2 separate regions of the Oryctolagus cuniculus genome follow, and region 1 is linked to region 2. A link is a contact called in public Hi-C data. All regions are on one chromosome and are shown on one strand. Each heading gives the region's core, a stretch centred on a gene start, on an enhancer-like site or on the middle of the called end of the contact. The rest is flanking DNA. Distances are from core to core; before and after follow the strand shown. Region 1 holds the start of CCDC6 (coiled-coil domain containing 6). Region 2 overlaps CCDC6 (coiled-coil domain containing 6).

Region 1 (2,700 bases), core at 118-2,617, 38 kb after region 2:
GCACTCACGATGGTCACGCTGGCTTTGCGCAAGTCGCGGTTCTCCTCCTGCAGCGCCTTGCACTTTAGTTTGTAGGTCTCCAGCTCAATCTTCAGCACCTTGTTCTCCTGCTGCAGCGAGGCCAGGCGGTTGGTGAGCTCCTCCAGGCGGAACGGCGAGATGACAATGCCCCCCGACTTCCCACCGCCACCGCCTCCCCCGCCGCCGCCGCCGCCACCGCCGCCGCCGCCCGAGGTCGACGAGCAGGACGACTGCATGGCGGCCGAGCTGCTGCTGTTGCCCCCCGCCCCGTCCGTGTCGCTCTCGCTGGCGCTGTCCGCCATGGCCGCGCCGGGCTGGGGAAAGGAGGAGGAGGTGGAGGAGGAGCAGGGAGGCGGCGGCGGCGAAGGCTGGGCTGCGAATGAGTGGGCGCCGGGCGAGCACTGGGGAGCGCCGAGCTGGGCGCCTGGCACCAGGGCGCAGACTCGGAGCGGCGGCGAGAGAAAGAGAGGGAGCTTCCCGCTGCCAAGGGACCTCCTCTGCCAGAGAACAGAGACCCCGCCCGGGCTCGGGCAGTATTGCACTGGGGCTCGCTCCAGCCGGGCCTGTCGCGCTCGCTTAGGCCGCCCTTGCACAGCGTGCCGAGAGCTCAGGGACCCGCCCGCCGCCGCTGCCGCCGGGCCACCGCCAGCGGGCCGGGGGATACGCGGGCCCAGCTGGTGCGGGAAGGCCGGGCCGGCCCCTTCACCGGCGGCTCGCGGGCCGCACGTGTTCCGAGGGAGGGCCTCCGAGACCCCTGACCTAAGCCCACGACCGCCCAACCTCTTCCGGGCTCGCGCCTGCTCCGGGGAAAATGGAAACCAATGCGCCGGCCGCCTCGCAGGTGCTGGGGACACGTGGAAAGGTCAGCCCGGCTCCGGCATCCAGCCCCGGCCGTGCGGTGGCCCCATCTTCCGCCGGCTGCCTGTGCGCTTGCCTCCCCCTGTCTGTTTCGCGCAAACGCGCAGTTTGATCTTCCTGAATGAAGTGCTCGGCTTTGGATAGAGCTGCGGGCACAGAAAGTTCGGCGAGGAGGCTGAACGCAGTGGAACAACAGCAGCTACAGGTTAACCTTGTTAAGAAGGAATTTGCAGGAGACGCGCACCGCCCGCTAATAATCTCACCCACCACACTGTGCTCAATTGTTTAAGCAAGGTGCAAGTCTTTTTTTTTTTTTCGCTTTGCATCTTGCAGACAGTTCCAGCACGTCACACAATGGGCTTAAGACACTAACAGTAGTCCAGTCCAAAAAATAAAAGAGAAACATTGTGTGGAAGGATTGAAACACATCTCTTTAAGTGCCAATTTTCCAAAGTAACTGCAGACATAACATTATAATACACAGGTACAACAAAATCAAACCTTAGGTAGAAATCAAGCAAGCTAATTACTCTCATGTGATCTAATTCAGGGTTCTAGCTTTGAGGCATTAAAAAAAATCCAAAAGTCAGATATTTTTATTTCTCCTCCCCCCTCCCAAAGAAAGGCTCGCAGAAAATTGGTCCAGCAGGTGAGATGATTCTACACACTTTACCCTGTTGACACAAAACAGCTTTCACTTATGTACAAAAATTAGAAAGTGAAACTGACCAGACTAATTTTATTATCCAAGCTTAGTCAAAGGAAGAACAAACACATGGAAACAGAAAAGGAAAAAAAAACACATTTTTAAGTGCAAAATTTTTCTTACTGCTTTGAACTTTTGGAAAGACTTATGAAGTGTTAGTAAGAATAAAGAGATGACTTTAATGATTTTCTTTATTTCCTCTCTCTCTCTCTCTCTCTCTCTCTCTCTCAACCTAAATTCAATCTAATGGTTAAACGGTTATTCAATAGCTAATGGAAACTGGTACCTCGGAGTAAACTAACCTGCCAAGTGTTCCAAATGACATCATCTTTTACCAAGATGGCTGCTCCTAGCAAACAACTCTGAAAAGTCAACTGCTTTTAAGTCCCAGAGTCCTCCTAGGTATGCTTTGGTTTGAGGCTGAGGACTTCCGAACTCAGTCGCTGCTGGTGATTGAAGGGGAAACAAAGTGCCTGGTTCTGCTCTTCCAAAACAGCAAGTAAGAAATTGTTACGGGGGGATCCAGTGTAATTTCCACTGAAACTTGTCTGTCCACCCTGAGTTTGCCTTTTCAGGGGCTGCTACCTAAGACAAGCAGCTGGCTAAGTCAGAAAGGGTGTCTGGAAAACTCACTTGCTGGGTAAGAAAGGGAGAGTAAAGTTAGCAGGGAGTAGTAGCACAGGGGAAGCCGATTTAACAGCATTCTTTCCAGTTTATTCAGCCCTGTGATAGACTCTTAAGAGTGGGTCTGGCTTCCATACTTCACAAGTTACTATTGTTCCATCCTATCTTAAGTCTTCCACTTTTAGAGCTTATTGCAACAGGAACATTCCTTCCAGGCAGAGCAGGGGGCAAATTAGCTCTCTCTGAGCTTTATCACTAAACCAACTGCTTTGGAAAAGCAGCTTGCCTGCTTCAAGTCAGCAGAGGGGCGGAGTTTGAAGCGCCTGGCTTTCTTAAAGGGCCCACGTCATGGTAAGCTTAAGACTGTATTGGTGTTCAATAGGATTTGGAGGAAATCTGCATTTTGACATGGTACTTGCACGCAGTAATCGTGTTTAGAAGACTTTAGGGGGAAAGTCATCTTCTAAAGCTTCCTGCTGATACAGATGGGA
Region 2 (2,800 bases), core at 2-2,501:
CCATTCCTCCACCCCCCCACCCCGGCAAGATGTATTCCCAAAGACAGCAAAATGTTAAAGGAAAGAAAAACAAGCAAAACCTTCAAGCAAAGAATAAAGCCCTGGCCATCAAGCTCACCCTGGAGGTTGCCTGACTGTAGGTTTGCTTGCACACTGAATTTCATTCCAAACTGAGCACTGGCCACACACCACTGTGGGCCAACCCAAAGCTTCGCTAGGGCAGGAAACCTGCCCACGTCCCCACGCCTGACAGAAAGCACTCCCCTTCAGCTTTCCCTCATGGGAAGTTCCTAGCCAGACAGCTGCAAGAAGAGGAAGAAGGCTACAGCCATCAGATCTGTGGAATTTAATTCAATAGTGCAAAGTGTCTCCTGCATTGTAAGTGCCATGTGGATTCGGCAGTGAATGCCCCAGACACTGTCCCTGCCCTGAAGGGGTACATGATCTCCTGGTAATTAAGGAAAAGCACCATCATTCATCCATACATTTAGCAACTGGCTGCATAAATAGCCTGAAGAATAGATTTTAAAGGGGATTAAGTTGCTCAGACGAAAATGCTGAGTATTGGACCCACTAGAGGAACAGAAGAAATACAGGAGGCAGCCTAAGTCTGGCACCTAAGCACTCACGCACCTGCTGAACAGTGAGGAGCAGAAACGTACACAAACACAGAAACTGCATACAGCCGGCTCATCCATACTCCTCTCATTCAGCGTGCATACCAATGCTACGCATCTCAGGCCTACCTCAGGTGGAGGGAGATGTGCTCAGACAGTTCGAGGTCCTTGCCCAGGGATCTAAAATACTAAGTATGAAGGTGACGATCCAAACTGGAAGCCTGGGCTGGCTCCAAGTCTCCTACCTAGTCCTTTTATGGCCTAACCTCACCGGTTCAGGACCAATGCCATCTGCTCATCTCCAGGAGTTGCAGCATCACACTTCAGAAGCCCAAAGCTGCCACCCTTGCAACTAAAGCCAACGTTATCTGTGCTGGCACACAATGCCAGAGCATCACAAGGCAGCTCGCCTATAGCAAAGGAGATACCTGATAATTTCCTTTCCCACACTAAAGGTAACTGAATGTTGGGTGACTGACGGGTAATTTAAGAAGGGGCAAGAGCCACTGTGTGCTCTGGCTACCACTACCTTCCAGCGGGAGAATGCATGTTTCCTGATAGCATACTCGCTTCCTGCACATCTTCTCCCTCCTCGTGTGGATACTGAATCCAGGCAGGTCTGTCAAAGAAGCCACAGGGGCAGGTCTGCTCAAGCGAGCCAGGGGGACGTGGATTCACATCTACAGAGAAACTGCAGGGTAGGAAGAGGCACACTCCCTGGGTGCAGAGAAGAGCTACCAGGAACAGGCCTAACTCTTATCCTTTCAGAGGCCTGCTGACAAGGTTGGCCCCTGGCTGGCGGCTGGGAACGCAGACGTAAGGAGCATTCCTGCACCCTGACACAAGCAGCTTCACTGTGCCCGATGGGGAACACCCGCTTTCCTTTGAGAGCGTGGAATTTCAGGACTCGCCAAACGGAGACGGCTCACATGATCAGCCCTCATAAAAAACCCTGGGCTCTGAGCCTTTAACGAGCTTCCCTGGTAGGCAACACATGGCTCGCAAGTCAATGCTGGAGGAACGAGGCACATCCTGTGACTCTCCTGGACTGGGCTCTCAGGAGTCTTGTGCTTGGTTGTCTCTGGACTTCATCCCATGCATGGTCTCTTTCCTGATTCGGTTCCAGTCCTCTGCAGCAATAAAGCCTAGCCACGAATATGACTACATACTGAGCCTTGTGAGTCCTCCTAGACTATCTTCGAACCTCAGAGTGGTCCCAGAGATCCCGACACACCCTACAACTCTAAAGGATACCTTCTAGTTTTTCTTTCTTTCTTTTTTTTTTTTAAAAAGATTTATTTACTTGAAAGTCAGAGTTACACAGAGAAAGGAGGAGAGGTGGGGTGGGGTGGGGGGAGAAAGAGAGAGAGAGAAAGAGAGGTCTTCCATCTGTGGGTTCACTCCCCAACTGGCTGCAATGGCTGGAGCTATGCCAATCTGAAGCCAGGAGCTTCTTCTGGGTCTCCCATGTGGGTGCAGGGGCCCAAGGACTTGGGCCATCCTCCTCTGCTTTCCCAGGCCACAGCAGAGAGCTGGATCAGAAGAGGAGCAGCCAGGACTCGAACCGGCACCCACATGGGATGCCGGCACTGCAGGTGGTGGCTTTACCCACTGTACCACAGCGCCGGCCCCATAGTCTATCTTTCAAAAGCCAAGGGGAGCCACCAGAAAGCGCATACTTCACACCTGTCACGTCCTCGTGATTTCAGCTAAGTGAACTTGACAAGGAGGGTCACTGAGGCCACTTAGCCAGAAAAGGCTCCCCCTCCCTGTGGGCTCTTAACCAACTGTCTACTTACCACTTCCAACTGCAGATCGTAACAATACTGGAGATACAATCAGTGGCAAATACAGGTTCTGATTCCGTCCCATCTTGCCAAAGCACGCAGGCACCCAGTTGCTCAAGGCAAACATCTGGGAGTGAGCTTTGGTTCTTCTGTCCCTCTCTGTCCCTATGTTCACTCAGTCCATCACCAAGTCCCTTCACAGATGGCGTCAATACCAGAACACTGCCCTGTACTTGGTAGCTCCGTTCCATCGTCCTGCCACTGTTAGATAATGAATACAGCTGTTGCAGATGGCAAGTGATCAACCCCACCCCGTGCTAACTCAACTTTCTTCTTCTTCCTTCACGTAACAGGAACCTGCCTCATTCTAGCAGACACATGACTACCCGGCCAGAT

The links. A called contact is a pair of places that touch in the nucleus more often than the background predicts.
Region 1: a contact with region 2 is called in a Hi-C map of an unstated tissue, with 2.5 times the contacts expected there. The contact joins the promoter of CCDC6 here to the enhancer-like site in region 2. A contact is called at or near these places in 3 of 6 Hi-C or Micro-C datasets (ear pinna, psoas muscle and an unstated tissue).

What each region holds. Positions count from the first base shown.
Region 1 is chr15:52,285,933-52,288,632 of mOryCun1.1, forward strand. It overlaps CCDC6 (coiled-coil domain containing 6), which reads right to left and starts at 1,368. Exons shown (of 12, transcript XM_002718475.5): 1 at 9-1,368. The coding sequence starts at 323.
Region 2 is chr15:52,247,555-52,250,354 of mOryCun1.1, forward strand. The region is part of intron 1 of CCDC6 (coiled-coil domain containing 6); the gene reads right to left. Among named protein-coding and RNA genes, the nearest start is that of CCDC6, 38 kb to the right of the region's middle. Within about 2 kb of position 1,252, at least 1 of the 8 cell types and tissues checked has an H3K27ac peak or open chromatin away from gene starts, as enhancers often do. A contact at or near this core is called in ear pinna, where this site is marked.